Regions from separate parts of the Zea mays genome. Here region 2 is linked to region 1. Evidence: chromatin contacts called from public Hi-C data. All regions are on one chromosome and are shown on one strand. Each heading gives the region's core, a stretch centred on a gene start, on an enhancer-like site or on the middle of the called end of the contact. The rest is flanking DNA. Distances are from core to core; before and after follow the strand shown.

Region 1 (6,979 bases), core at 1,668-4,167:
CGATCCTCCTGCTCCGCCTTGGTCTGGCGCCCGGTAGAGCAGCCAGAGACCGCGAAGATCGTCTGCCCGGTACACACAGCGCACCGCAGGCACCCCTGGCGCCAATTTATTCCAAAGACATTTCTGCTTTGGGCATGGAGGATTTGCTGTCGGCATTTAGGATTGAAGATCCGGTGGTGGAGCACGAGGCGTCCATAAGTAATGACAATGATATTGATGAGGCATCCGTGGCTACAAAATCTGGTTGTTCAAATCAGTGGATTGGAACTACAGTGGAAGATGCTGGGCCCAGGCTGCCTGCCCAGCCGGCCTCCGACTCATGTGTGGCCATATCTTCTCCTTCCCAATGCCCTTCTAAAGGGCCTCCTTCCCCCCATTTACAGTCCAACTTCCAAGCGGTGGATGGAAAGGCTGATCTGGTGGCAGGGCTGGTAAGAGTTTCTGTGCTCGGTCCAGTGAGGAGGCTTCTCGACGCCCTGGTGCCTCTGTTTTTCTGAGGAAGGGGGCTCGTCCTCTAATCACTTATTTTCGCCGCAGAAGGAAGGAGACAGTGGTTCAGCAGCAACCCCTTTTGGTGCAGTCTTCACAGGCTGTCACCCCCACACTGCCTCTGCCTCCCGGTGCAGCTAACTTCATCAACAGAGTATCCAAACCTGCATGATAATATATATGATTATTGTCTATATTGATGAATGTTTATAGAGCTTAGCTTTTCTTATTCAGTAGCACTGACAATAATCAAGTCATTTTATTGTGCAAATATCTGGTATGTCATTGTGCAGCTTTACTTATTTTTGTTCTTTTATATGTAAACTTCAATAATGATCATTTGGCATACCATTATGATCCTTTGAAGGCTGTATTAATTTTTTTACTCTATCTCTGTATCTTACGATTTATGATATAGGACCAATTTGATGAAGCTTCGTTCTGATTATAAAGATGAATTTGTCACAAAGCATGGTGTCAAATTGGGTCTTATGTCTTGCTTTGTCAAGGTACTTAGTCTTATGTGTTGCAAAGCTTTTGAACCATACATTTATATGGCTGGCTAATTTTATTTATTTTGTCAGGCTGCTGTTTCTGCACTTCAAAACCAGCCAATTGTTAATGCTGTCATTGATGGCGATGACATCATATACAGAGACTACGTAGACGTCAGTGTTGCTGTTGGCACTTCCAAGGTGCCATATTGCTTACTCCCTGACCCAAAAAGAATGCAACCATGGGTTGCGTTGCGTGCCCGTTAAACTAGTTCACATTTGATCAAGTTTCTAGTGTAGTATTCACGTTCAAGGCTCCAAATCAATTTATTATGAAAATAAATTTCGTAGCTAACTAATTGTATTTATTTGATGTTTTTATCTATAGTTGGTTGCACTGAAGATGTTAAAACATGATATTGTACTAGAATTGCATTCTTTTTAGGATAGAGTACTTGCTACTCTGGTGATTGCTGTCTCATCTTTTTTTCTCACCCTCTATCCTAAAGCTATTGTACCTAGAAAAGCCAAAACACAAAACAGCCTATAGTTTGGGATGGTGTATTTACTATGTATATCACTGACTGAAACTTCTCCAGGGCCTTGTGGTGCCTGTTATCCGAGATGCTGATACCATGAACTTTGCTGACATTGAGAAAGGGATAAACAACCTTGCAAAGAAGGCAAATGAGGGGGCGCTCTCGATTGATGACATGGCAGGAGGAACATTCACTATCTCCAATGGTGGTGTCTATGGAAGCCTCCTCAGCACACCTATCATCAACCCCCCACAGGTAGCTACTAAACATTTATCAGTTGCAACACATTTGTAGCATGCAGATGTTTATATTGATCTGAAACATGATCTATGTGAAATGCAGTCGTCAATTCTGGGGATGCATTCCATTGTGCAACGCCCTGTGGTTGTGAATGGTGACATTCTCGCAAGGCCAATGATGTTCCTTGCGCTGACATATGACCACAGGCTGATCGATGGCAGAGAGGCTGTATTCTTCCTCCGTCGCATCAAGGATGTCGTTGAGGACCCCAGGAGGTTGCTGCTTGACATATAAAGTTACTTACCAGTGCTTTCCCGCCGACTGTTTTGTGCTTTCTGGAAATAATACCATGCAAATTTTTGACTGATGAAAAAGAATTGCTTCCTCGGAAAGACGAATTCTGAGCTGAGGATACAGTGAGGTTTTTCTCTATAATCGTAGAAGAGAGCAGCAAACTCAACTCAATGTGAGGTCATGTTTCATTTTCGGGTATAAGATGCTCCATTTCGGGATGCAGTTCCCAGTAATTTTATTTGCCATGCAAGAGCAATAGAAGCTGCTGCATTTTTGTTTGTTGGTTCACAATTTCGCCTCCAGCTGGCCAGTCTGCGACTCAAAAGAGTTGGGCTGCATTACATCTCTACTATTATAAAGCATAAGTTTTCATGGTTCAACAGTTCCACGGTCACAATTTTATAAAAACAGTCTTCAAATTTGCTTAAATAAACCCGCAATAATCCGTTGTCTGCCCCTTCTTTCGCTCCCTGTGCGGTCGCCGAACCGCATTCGTCACCGTTTCCTTCGTTGGATAAGCTTTATCGCCATTGCAACGGTACATCCTATGACCCCTCCCTTTGCTCCCCGCGTGACTGCTGAACTGCATTTGTCGCTGTTTTCTTCGTCGTGGGCACGATTTGAACCAAACAACCGATCTGTATCGCCATTGCATATGTACATCCTATGATTTCGCTCTGTTATGCCCATGGCCGCCGATGAGTTCGCCGGGACGTGAGCGCTCGTGATCGCCGTCGCCGTGAGGGACAACGTCAAGGTATGTGTTCTGTTTATTCGACAACCAAACCACCAAGTGTTTACAGTATTTAACCCATCTCACGCCGCGACCCACACATGGCCCAACTCGACAGGCACACATGGCCCACACATTACAACCCAATCCATACAGCCACATCTGAGCACTGTTTTCGGTCTGACACCGCTTTAGGCTATCCGCACTCATAGAACCCTAAATTTCTACTCTAAAAGGAATATTTCATCCTGTTCAGCGAGATTCTCTACCCTATCCCATAATACTCCGCGGTCATATTCACTCTAAATATCTACCTTATACCATATACCATATATTCTATTATTTATTTTCACCTCTTTCCTTTCCACATCCAACTAGCAGCCAATAGAAAGAGGAGGGAGATTATTCAGTCCACCGCAGAAGGTGCGCTAGCTGTGAAGTTCCTGAGAGCCGTAAAAATTTACAGTTCCTGTTGCAGTCTACCGCTGCATCGTTTGTGAGAGCTGTAAAAATTTACAGTTCCTGTTTGCAGTAGCGACTGCGGATAGCCTTAGAGTTCTCCATTCGGTTCTTCAGGTTCCCCTGCGCCTGAGCCCTCTCCCTACACGTCACCCTGGATCCCGGGCGTGACATCTGCCCCCTCCCGAGCACTTGCTTGTCCCCAAGCAATGGAATGAGGGATCTTCGACAAGTAGCCGACTCACGAGGAATATTGCTCCAACGGATGAGGACTTGTGGGATAGCATGACCTCCTTTCTTGACCAACCGACGCTCCAAAATTTCTTCAGGCACCACATCATGCTGAGCGAGCTCATTGTACCTAGGTAGGGTGGAGAAAACATGAGTATAATTGGATGTAAATGACTTCAGCTGTGACACGTGGAAAATTAGATGAACTTGTGCTGATGGTGGCAACTCCAAGGGATAAGCAACTTCGCCAATTCTCTCCAGATATTTGTATGGCCCAAAAAACTTAAAGGCCAACTTCGGGCAAGGACGATTGACCACCGAGTGCTGAGCATACGGTTGCAGTTTGAGGAGTACAAGCTCACCCATTTGAAACTGACGTTCAGTCCTGAACCTGTCTACCTACAGCTTCATTCGGTTGCAAGCGGCAGCCAACTATTCTCGTAGAAGTGAAGAAAAGGCAGTTATCAACTCGGCCACATCTTTGTCAGTCTTAGATGACACCACATGAGCTCATAACCATATAGGCTTTGAATGGAGAACAACCCAGAGTGGTGTGATACGAAGTGTTATACCAGAATTCGGCCACAGGAAGCCAGGATTTCCATTTCTTGGGTTGAGCATGCACATCACAACGAAGGTACATTTCCAGGCACTGATTAACATGCTCGCTTTGTCCATCAGACTGAGGATGATATGCGGTGCTTAAATTGAGCTTAGTTCCCATGAGTTTGAACAGATGTGTCCAAAAATACTTGTAAACACCTTGTCCCGATCACTCACGAGCATCTCATGCAGTCTTACCACCTGATCCAACATGACCTGAGCCACTTGGACTGCTGTAAAGGGGTGTTTAAGAGCCACAAAATGTGCATACTTAGTAAAAAGGTCTACCATAACCAAAATAGTGTCATACCCTTCTGATATTGGATGCTTCTCAATAAAATCCAAGGTGATATCCTGCCAAGCACCCTGAGGTACTGGTAGAGGTTGAAGTAAGCTTGGAGGATGCACCCTCTCACCCTTAGCTTGTTGACAAGTTGCACATTGTTTCACATAGTCCTCCACATCCACCTCCTTGACTTTCTAGTGAAATAGCTTCTTCACTCGTTGGTAAGTAGCCTGGACACCAGAATGCCCCCCCAAAGCACTGTCATGTAGAGCGGCTACTATTTTAGTTTTGAGTGCAGAGTTGTTACTAATCTAGATCAGACTGCCTTTGCGAATCAAACCTTTGCACAACTGGTATCGTTTGTCATCAGGGCTCTGAACACTCAGTTGGGCTATTAACTATTGTGCCTCAGGGTCAGTATAATAGGAATTTAAAACTTCTTAGATACACAAGGGTTGAACTTCACTAATGGTAGTTAAAACCATTAGATGACCCATTCTGGACAAGGCATTAGGCACAATATTGTCTTTTCCTTGCTTGTAGATCACCATAAATTGTAAGCCCATCATTTTGGCCATAGCCTTCCGTTGCAAATCAGAATGAAGTTCCTGCTGACCTAGAAAACTAAGAGCCTTATGGTCAGTATGGATTTCAAATTCACTCCTCTGCAAGTAATGTCTCCATTTGTCCACACCTATTATCAAGGCTAAGAACTCCTTGTCATAGATTGGCAAAAACTGATTTTGTGCTCCCAAAGCTTTGGTCAGGAATGCCAGTGGCCTGCCTTGCTGCATTAACACTGCTCCTAGACCATGATCACTGGCAACAGTCTCCACCACAAAGGGCTTGTGAAAATCAGGTAATGCAAGAACAGATGTGGAGCTCATAGCCTGTTTCAACATCTGGAAAGCCTATATGGATTCCTCAGTCCAAGTAAATTTTCCTTTCTGCAATAGTTGGGTTAGAGGTTTGGCAATAGTGCCATAATTCTTGACAAAGATTCTGTAATAACTGGTTAACCCCAGAAAAGGCCTGATCTCGGTGGAATTAGTAGGTTGTGGCCATTGCCTCATAGTTGATGTCTTTGCTGGATCTGTGGCAACACCTTGAGTAGATATAATACGACAAAGATACTGTTGGGGACTTGTTCTCAAATGCTATGAGTTAAAAACAAGGCAACACAAGAGAAGGTTAAATAATTAATGTCCTTCGTCCTTCGAAGCATTATTTCCCTTCGGATATAACGATCTTCGGACGAAGGTCATGGAAGACATATCTTCATCACTACGGTATATGATAGTGAAAATGAGAAACACATGAAATATAAAAGATAACATGAACATTTATATATCATTATTAACTCATTTCTATTTTATTAACACGGAAAAATAGAAATGACATTAAATTACAAGTGTACCTTCGGCTTGAAAGCAAAAGTACAAGCGTGACGCAAAAGCAAATGCCAAGTCAGCCTGAACCGTACGGGAGCACTGTTCATCTATTTATAGGCACAGGACGCAGCCCATGTAAAATTACACCCATGTCCTTTACATTTGCTAATAACTTTATAGTAATCCATCGAGGTCTAAATAGCCTTTTCATCTTTAAGTCGGTTTCCTTTTCTGCTATCATGCCGAAGCTCCCCTGCGCATAACTTCGGCTCTGTGCCATTCTTCGTATTCCTTGTACTTCTTCACACTGTGATTTTGATCCAAGTCCGAAGGTACCTGTTCATGTATTACACTCCAGAAACATTGTTAAATCACGTTTTTGAGGACCATCGTAAGCCAAAGGCCCCCAACAGTAGCCCCTCGCAATACTAATTTATTAAGATGATAAATTCGGATTGCGATATGGACGAAGGCCCTAAGCCGAAGGTCCGAAAAAACACCTTCCCTTTGCCAGAATAGCAACAGTCAATGACAAGCGGGACCCTCCCATTTGCATCGCCCTGGGCGTATAAATATGATCGACCGCGAACTCATTTGGTACGCTTTCTTGCCATCTGCTTTGCCTGCTCAAATAGCTCTTTGCCTACAAACGCTTGCCCAGCTTTCTAGATTTTTTAGCTTCGGCCGTACGAGCGCATTTTCAGCATTTTCAAAGAGATGTCTCAGGAAAAGAAAGCTGTTGCCGAAATGAAACTGAGCCTTTCTGAGGAGAAAAATCTGGGCTTCATTGAATCGATAGCGAAAACAAATATGAAGAAGATTACTAGAGAAATTTTAGAAGGCTTATCTGAAGATACCGGTGAAAGTGATAGTTATGATGTAGAAAGTGGAGGTGAAGACTCCGAAGATCGACCATGGCGACCAAGCCACTCAGCCTTCGGAAAATCGAGTATTAAACAAAGTCATCTTGATAACATGAGGGGAGATATTTTCGAGACATGTCTACTGTGAGGGCAGGGCAGATGACGGAGAGAGGACTATGCCAACTCCCGAAGATAATGAAGTCGTGATCTTCCGAAGCTTTTTTAAAGCTGGGCTTCGGTTCCCTTTAAACAGATTTGTGGTTGAAGTTCTGAAGATATATCAGGTCTAGCTTCACCAACTTACTCCCGAAGCTATAATAAGAATGGGAATCTTCGTATGGGCCGTGAAGCCAGGTT
Region 2 (6,979 bases), core at 1,316-3,815, 90 kb before region 1:
CGCTTCGTCGCGCGACGCCTAACGTCTCTTTATAATTATTCAAGTGTCTCGTTGCGATCTCCGTCGCGCGACGAGTCGTTCATTTCTTAATTGACGAGTCTCGCTGCGTGACCATTTTCTTTAATTCACCTTTATCTGCTTATAATCGTTAAACGTGGAACATGACTTTACCTTATGCTAAACACAATGGCCAAATTAATACCATTCTGTTTAGACGAGTATTTTAATTTATAATCATGTAACGTGATCACTCTTCGACCGTAGCCTCGACCGTTACTTTCTCTTTCTCGCTTAGTCGAAAGTGCGAGCCCTGCGTCGAACGTCTGTTTATTTATTGCATTCCATTGTATGGCGTACTGTTCTTTTGTATTAAATGTGTGGAATGTATGTTTAAACTCGTATAGATAACGGTCAGTTGGCGGAGTCCGAAGGAGTTGCAGGTGAAGATCCTAAGCAGCAATCGGTTGGTGAAGGCAAGTGGCCCTTGACCCATCTATGTCCTACTAATTCTTATAATTCACTTCCCGCATTTACACATTTATACCTAAGGATTGACTAGCTTTTGTCTATCTTGTCCTTGTTTACCTATTCTGGTTGGGTTATTTCAGTTTAGCTTTATGCTAACGCTTCACATTAATCAATGAACATGATGAGATATCTATGATACGTTGTTTTCCCTTTTGATTATGATGATGGTACTTGTGGACCTTAAGGGGACTCGAGCTGTTTCTCGAGTGCCTTTCCGTAAGGACCTGTTCGTTGGATGACCGCTCAGGAAAAACAGTGCAACCATGAGGGTGGAGTGGGACGCCCTTAGCTGAGTAATTAGAGGAGCTGGGGTGTAGTTCGCTTCGCCGTCGTGCCGTTAATGGGGCTCGGTGTATGCGGCTCGCTCTGCCAAGGTTGGTTCGCCCCTTAGGGAGGAGTTCGGTGCATTTAGGAAACCTAACGGGTGGCTACAACCCCATGGAATCTTTGTAAAGTCTACATAGTGAGACCCTGCCTATTCACCTTGGTAGTGTTTAAGGGTTTCATCGGCCCGAGGCAAGAGGTAATCACGACTTGTGGGTAAAGTGCGCAACTTCTGCAGAGTGTTATGAAATTGATATATCAGCCGTGCTCGCGGTTATGAGCGGCCAAGGGAGCTCCATTGATTAGAGATACTGGATCAGAGATGTTTGGTTTACAGGTGGTGACGAGGATGATGGTTATGATTATGCCTATGGTAATGGTAAGTGGTATTCTTTCCATTTGGAAAGGGTACATATGGGTTAATAACTTGGGTTAATGCTAAAACCTGGCTTTCTACTAGTAAATAATAACCTGACCAACTAAAAGCAACTGCTTGACTTAACTCCACATAAAGCTAGTCCACTACAGCCAAACAGGACATTTTGCTGAGTATGTTGATGTGTACTCACTCTTGCTTTACACACCAAACCCTCCAGGTTGTCAGCGTTGCAACCACTGCTCAGGTGAAGATGAAGTCGTGGGAGAGGACTTCTAAGAGTTCCAAGAGTACGATGAGTTCTAGGCGTGGGTTAGCGGCAAACCCCCACTCGGCTGCCTGTGTAGGCCGTGTGTATCTACGTTTTTTTCCGCACTTTGATTATTGTTAAAGACTATGTGGATGTTTCGGATATCATGATGTAATCGACTATTATACCCTCTTTTATGTCATTATTTAAGCACTGTGTGATGATGTCTAGTTATGTAATTGCTGTGTACGTGAATTGCTGATCCTGGTATGTACATGGTTCGCATTCGGTTTGCCGCTGTGTACATGGTTCGCATTCGGTTCGAATTCCAAGAGATCCGGACGTGAATGTCTAGTTGGGTCGGGCAAGAGTAACAGTGTTCACATACTGCCTCCATCAGACACTAGTCCTATTCCCGCGGGCGTGCCAAATCTTCCGTCCAGTTCCAGCTGGCAGAATACGCGTCGACAGTCGACCGAACGGAGAAGTACCTGCTCCGAAGAGTACCTCCTGGGTTGTCACTTGTCCTGGGTTGTGTTCTGATGCGTGCGTAGGTGTACGTGTACCTTGGCGCGTCAACTGCCGGACGTCCCGTGCCCCGACAGCAGTCACCATCGCATCGATGCGCAGATGAGAAGGAGAGAGATGGTGCTAATAGCTACCAGTATCCAATTCCGCATCGTTCTAGAACACCTGAAAAGAAAAGAAGTGAAATCCCCTGGCGCTGGCGGCCAGGAGCCCAGGAGGGTGGGGACGTACTACGGAAGAAGGTTCCCGATGCATCTTGTTGTCTTCTCCTTTTGCGAGCCCAAGAAGAAAATGAAGCTGCTCAAGTGCTGTCGCGACGCGACGCGACGCGCGCGCTTCAACCCGGCGGCAGCGGCAATGCTGGACCTGGGCGTTGGAACCGCATGGAAATCGAGATGGATATGCCGCGGCATAAACCCGGACGCCGGCGAATATTCCCTCCCTCTAGGCGGCCGAACTCTATTCCCGGTCCGAGATGCCCATGCTCCGCTCCGCTGCCAGTCCGTCCCAACCTAATTAACCTGCCCATGTCTTCGTCGTGCTCCTCGTGCTGTACCTGCTCCGAAGAGTACCTCCCGTGTGTATAAATAGCCAGCTGTCCTCGCTCGGCGCCTCCACAAATTAGCAAAGCCGCGCGCATTACATTACATTACATACAAACATACACAGTTTGGCCGTTAATTAGCCAGCGCTGACAAATTAACCCTCGTCTTCGTCGCCTGACCCGCCGCCGACCGCCGTACGTGACCACCAACCAGGCTATAGAGCTACCTCCAGCCGCCGGCCCGCGCGTCGTCCGCCGCGGTGTACGTACGTCTGCCGCGGAGCCACGCGCGCGGACATGGCTCAGCTGAAGGCCGCGCGCGCCACCGACGTCCCGCCCGCCATGCCGGACCCGGACCCGGACGTCGTCGCCGCCGACCTCGGCGCGTGCGTACGGCACGGGCGCGTTGACGGTTTGGCAGCAGGAAGCGGCAGGGCGGAGGCGACGGCGACGGCGACGACCACCGCGGCGGCGGCCGATCAGGGACGACGACGGCCGCCGCTGGTGGTGGTAGGGCACCGCGGCAAGGGGATGAACGCGCTGGCGTCGCCAGACCCGCGGCTGCGCGGCGACATCAGGGAGAACACCCTCCGCGCCTTCAACGCCGCCGCCGCCAGCCACCCCGCCGTCGCCTACGTCGAGTTCGACGTCCAGGTAAACCATGGTCTCTCCTTTTTTTTTTTATTTGCCACCAAAATCAATCAGTGCATTAGAAATTTGAGAATGCCGGCATGCGCCACCTCTGTCTCTGTGCGTGGCGTCGGCGTTTCTCAGCGCTGTCCACTGGGCCGTGTACTAGGCCCAGTTAGGAAAAAGGTGGACCGGGGGGCCGCAGTAGGGGAGCTGGGGAGGGGCAGGCAAGCAGCAGCGTCCTGCCTGCTGCGTCCAGAAACATCAGGAGGACGGTGGTTTCCTCTCCTCCGTTCTAGAGAACCGAACCTCCATTCTAGATCCCTCGCACAACGAACCTTCCCTTGTCGGTGCGCATGAGAACCTGTGTGTCCGAGCCCTAGACGCAGAGTTTGGTTTGTCGCCTTGGAGGAGCTGACTCGTCCGTCACCAGGTGATTCCATACGCCAAACGCATGACCGATCGATCAAGTTGGAATAAAATAAACGCATGCCGGCTGCGCTGATTGCGTACGCGGCAACTCCCTGCGATTAAGCCCTCCTTATCTCACTCAGTCTTTGCAACTCAGCGAGCGAGCAAGCAAGCGCTAACCATGGCCATGAATCTTGCAGGTGACCAGGGACGGCTGCCCTGTCATCTTCCATGACAACTTCATCTACACGCAACAAGACGTAATTAAGTTTTATCCGCTGCTCTGTTCTCAATTTGTCCAAACCACAGTTTTTAGCATCTCGTCGTCGGTCGTCATGCTCAAATAGTATAATTTCATTCAGGGCCAAGTCTCAGCGAAGCGTGTTACCGAGCTGAACCTGGACGAGTTCCTGTCCTACGGGCCGCAAAGAGACCAGGGGAAGGTACGTACGCTCGCTCAACAATCACGGCGCCGCGTTGCCGCCACTTCCATCAACATTCCAGCTTCCCAGTATCTTCTTTTTTTATGTATTGTTTGGTCTTTTGCCTGCACATGATTTCCGCTGATTCGTTTAGGCTTACGATAGAATACTGAAAAATATATTTTATACGATGGATTTCACATAAACATAAAATTCTAATAAAGTATACTAGATATATTCATTAAAGACATGTGTACAACAATAGCATTCGAACGGCCGATGAAAACACACCAGACTTTCTCATATTAGCTTTTGAGCTAATGAGCTCCTTTTGCATTGGCGATGAATAGGATCATAAGCGACATATAAGGAGGATTTTCACGGACGATATAGTGCTAGTTAATAAAAATAGAAAACTAGAGTTGTAACGAGAGACTCTAGAGTCTAAAGATTAGAGTCGAAAGATTTATAGACTCGGTAGAATAAAAATCGAATATGTTACATGTATTTTGGCACTACTACACATTCATGAGCATGAGATATTAGTTTATATTAGTTCAGAATGTCAAGTAGTGTGCTAAAAAGGAATACCTTTGTATTTAGCATCGATGCCACAAGGACATGAGGATATTGATGAAGATGATAGCTATAGAATTAAAGCAGGTAGAATAAAGTGGCATCAAGCATCTTATGTTATATATGACAAGAAAATACCATAAAAGCTAAAAGATATGTTTTATAAGACGGCGATTAGTCATGTTACGTTGTATGGAGTGTAATGTTAATCTAAAAATAACATATTTAACAAACAAGTGTTTTACAAATGTACATGTGACGTTGAAGAGATCAAGTCTAGAGCGATAACATATACGATAGGCTAGAGGTAACATCAATTTAAGAAGAGCTTGTCTAAAGCTGCTTTAGATGGTTTGGATATCTTCGACGGAGACATTTAGAGACACCGTTGTGTGACGCGTTCCTGACAAATCGGGCCTCAGAGAAAGACTTCAAATAGGGGCCCTTATTTTTAATATATATATATATATATATATATATATATATATATATATATATATATATATATATATATATATATATATATATGTTGTTAATAAATAATCAAACATGTATAAAAATGTTTATCTCAAGTAAAAAAGTACATAATATATGGTCACCTTAAAATTTTCTTCTAACAATGTCTCGAGGTAAAGTCATTGATGATGACATGCGTCAATATCAATTATATCCACTAATATCTTTTCGATACATAAAGTAGCTAAATTATTTAGTCTGCGACATTTTAGACCTTAAATAATTCTTCATCAACTTCAACTTTGAAAAGCTCCTTTCATGTGATACAACGATCACATGCACAATCACATATCACGCTTCGTAGACTCGTTTGAAGTAATCTGCTAATAGATGACGCCACGTGACAGCCGTTAGATGACGGGAGATGAGACACATGAATCGTTGTGTCGGCTAAGAACTCTGAACCAGTTATTCATCGTAAAGATCACGTGAGTTGAAACTAAATATTGAATATGTATAGTACGCTGGTCTAGTGGAGGTGGGGGTGTGGTGGTGTGGGGGGAGGGGGGGGTTCTATGGAACCGGGAGCCTGAGGCGGCTGCACCTGCACCCGTCGCCCCCTCTAGAAACGACATGTGTGTGTTAGGATCAAGAATGATAATAAAATAAAATGTATTTGAAGTTTTGACGTTAGAAGAGACAGTAAAAATAAAAAAAATTAAAAAATGTATTCAAATGGAAAACAGCTATTCATGTAGTTTATATTGAATTTTAACTCTAGACTATCCTAATCTACTTAAGATTAAAAGATCGTGTCGTTGTTATTTTATTGTTGTTATTGTTTGTCCTTTTGCCGGATTCTCAGGCCGGCAAGCCACTTCTCCGGAAACTCAAGGACGGGAGGATCCTCAAGTGGGACGTGCAGTCCGAGGACGCGCTCTGCACGCTCCGTGAGGTCTTCGAGGGCGTCCACCGGCGTGTCGGCTTCAACGTGGAGCTCAAGTTCGATGACGACCTCTTCTACACGGAGGAGAGGCTTACCTGCATCCTAAAATCCGTTCTCAAGGCATGTGGTGTGGCGAGGCCAAAGAGCCCCGAGCAGATTCCTTGTGTAACATTTCGGAAGACGCCTACTGATTGCCCTGTCGTTCCGTGTTCAGGTTGTCTTCGAGCACGCCAACGACAGGCCCATCATCTTCTCCAGCTTCCAACCCGATGCCGCGCAGCTCATCCGCAAGCTGCAAGACAAATACCCTGTAAGTGTCACTGCCACCACCACCGAGCACACAATCAACATTCAACACTGGCTGATTAACCCTGCTACGAACAGGTGCTCTTCCTGACCAACGGAGGGACGCAGGTGTACGCCGACCCGCGTCGGAACTCGCTGGAGGAGGCCGTCAAGCTGTGCGTCGCCGGCGGGCTGCAGGGGATCGTGTCGGAGGTCCGGGCGATACTCAGGCAGCCGTCGGCGGTGGCCAAGATCAAGGAGGCCAACAAACTGTCGCTGATGACCTACGGTCAGCTCAAGTGAGTCATCGATCAGTCATCAGTGTTCTCTTCACTATTTGTCCACAGCCTGCAACGCCGGCCGCCGGCGGATAGGAAGTACTTCATAGGAACTGAGGGTGCTCTTTGTTTGCGCCTTGTGTCTCGGTCTCGCAGCAACGTGGCGGAGGTGGTGTACGTGCAGCACCTGATGGGGGTGGACGGCGTCATCGTCGACCTGGTGCAGGAGATCGCGGAGGCCGTGTCGGCGTTCACGGTCGTTACGGCCGTGCAGGCGTCGGGCTCCCAGGACGGCGGCGGCATCGTGGTCGGCGAGAGGATGGAGACGGCTGCCGTGGCGGTGGCAGGGACGCCGAGCTTCTCGCCGCGGGAGGTGTCCTTCCTCCTGAGGCTCATTCCCGAGCTAGTGCAATAGCGCGTTCTTG

The links. A called contact is a pair of places that touch in the nucleus more often than the background predicts.
Region 2: a Hi-C map of tassel shows a contact between it and region 1, with 2.4 times the contacts expected there. The contact joins the promoter of LOC100383215 here to the enhancer-like site in region 1. A contact is called at or near these places in 5 of 25 Hi-C or Micro-C datasets (ear, leaf, tassel and 1 more).

The regions. Positions count from the first base shown.
Region 1 is chr2:68,902,184-68,909,162 of Zm-B73-REFERENCE-NAM-5.0, reverse strand. It overlaps LOC100284269 (dihydrolipoyllysine-residue succinyltransferase component of 2-oxoglutarate dehydrogenase complex), which reads left to right. Exons shown (of 13, transcript NM_001157164.2): 10 at 908-998; 11 at 1,074-1,184; 12 at 1,583-1,777; 13 at 1,865-2,467. The coding sequence ends at 2,056. Among protein-coding and RNA genes, the nearest start is that of LOC100284269, 19 kb to the left of the region's middle. Within about 2 kb of position 2,917, at least 16 of the 20 cell types and tissues checked have an H3K27ac peak or open chromatin away from gene starts, as enhancers often do. A contact at or near this core is called in ear, leaf and tassel, where this site is marked.
Region 2 is chr2:68,991,918-68,998,896 of Zm-B73-REFERENCE-NAM-5.0, reverse strand. It overlaps LOC100383215 (Glycerophosphodiester phosphodiesterase GDPD2), which reads left to right and starts at 2,565. Exons shown (of 7, transcript NM_001175877.1): 1 at 2,565-3,204; 2 at 3,792-3,851; 3 at 3,954-4,034; 4 at 5,911-6,111; 5 at 6,206-6,301; 6 at 6,376-6,575; 7 at 6,711-6,979. The coding sequence starts at 2,848. The coding sequence ends at 6,969.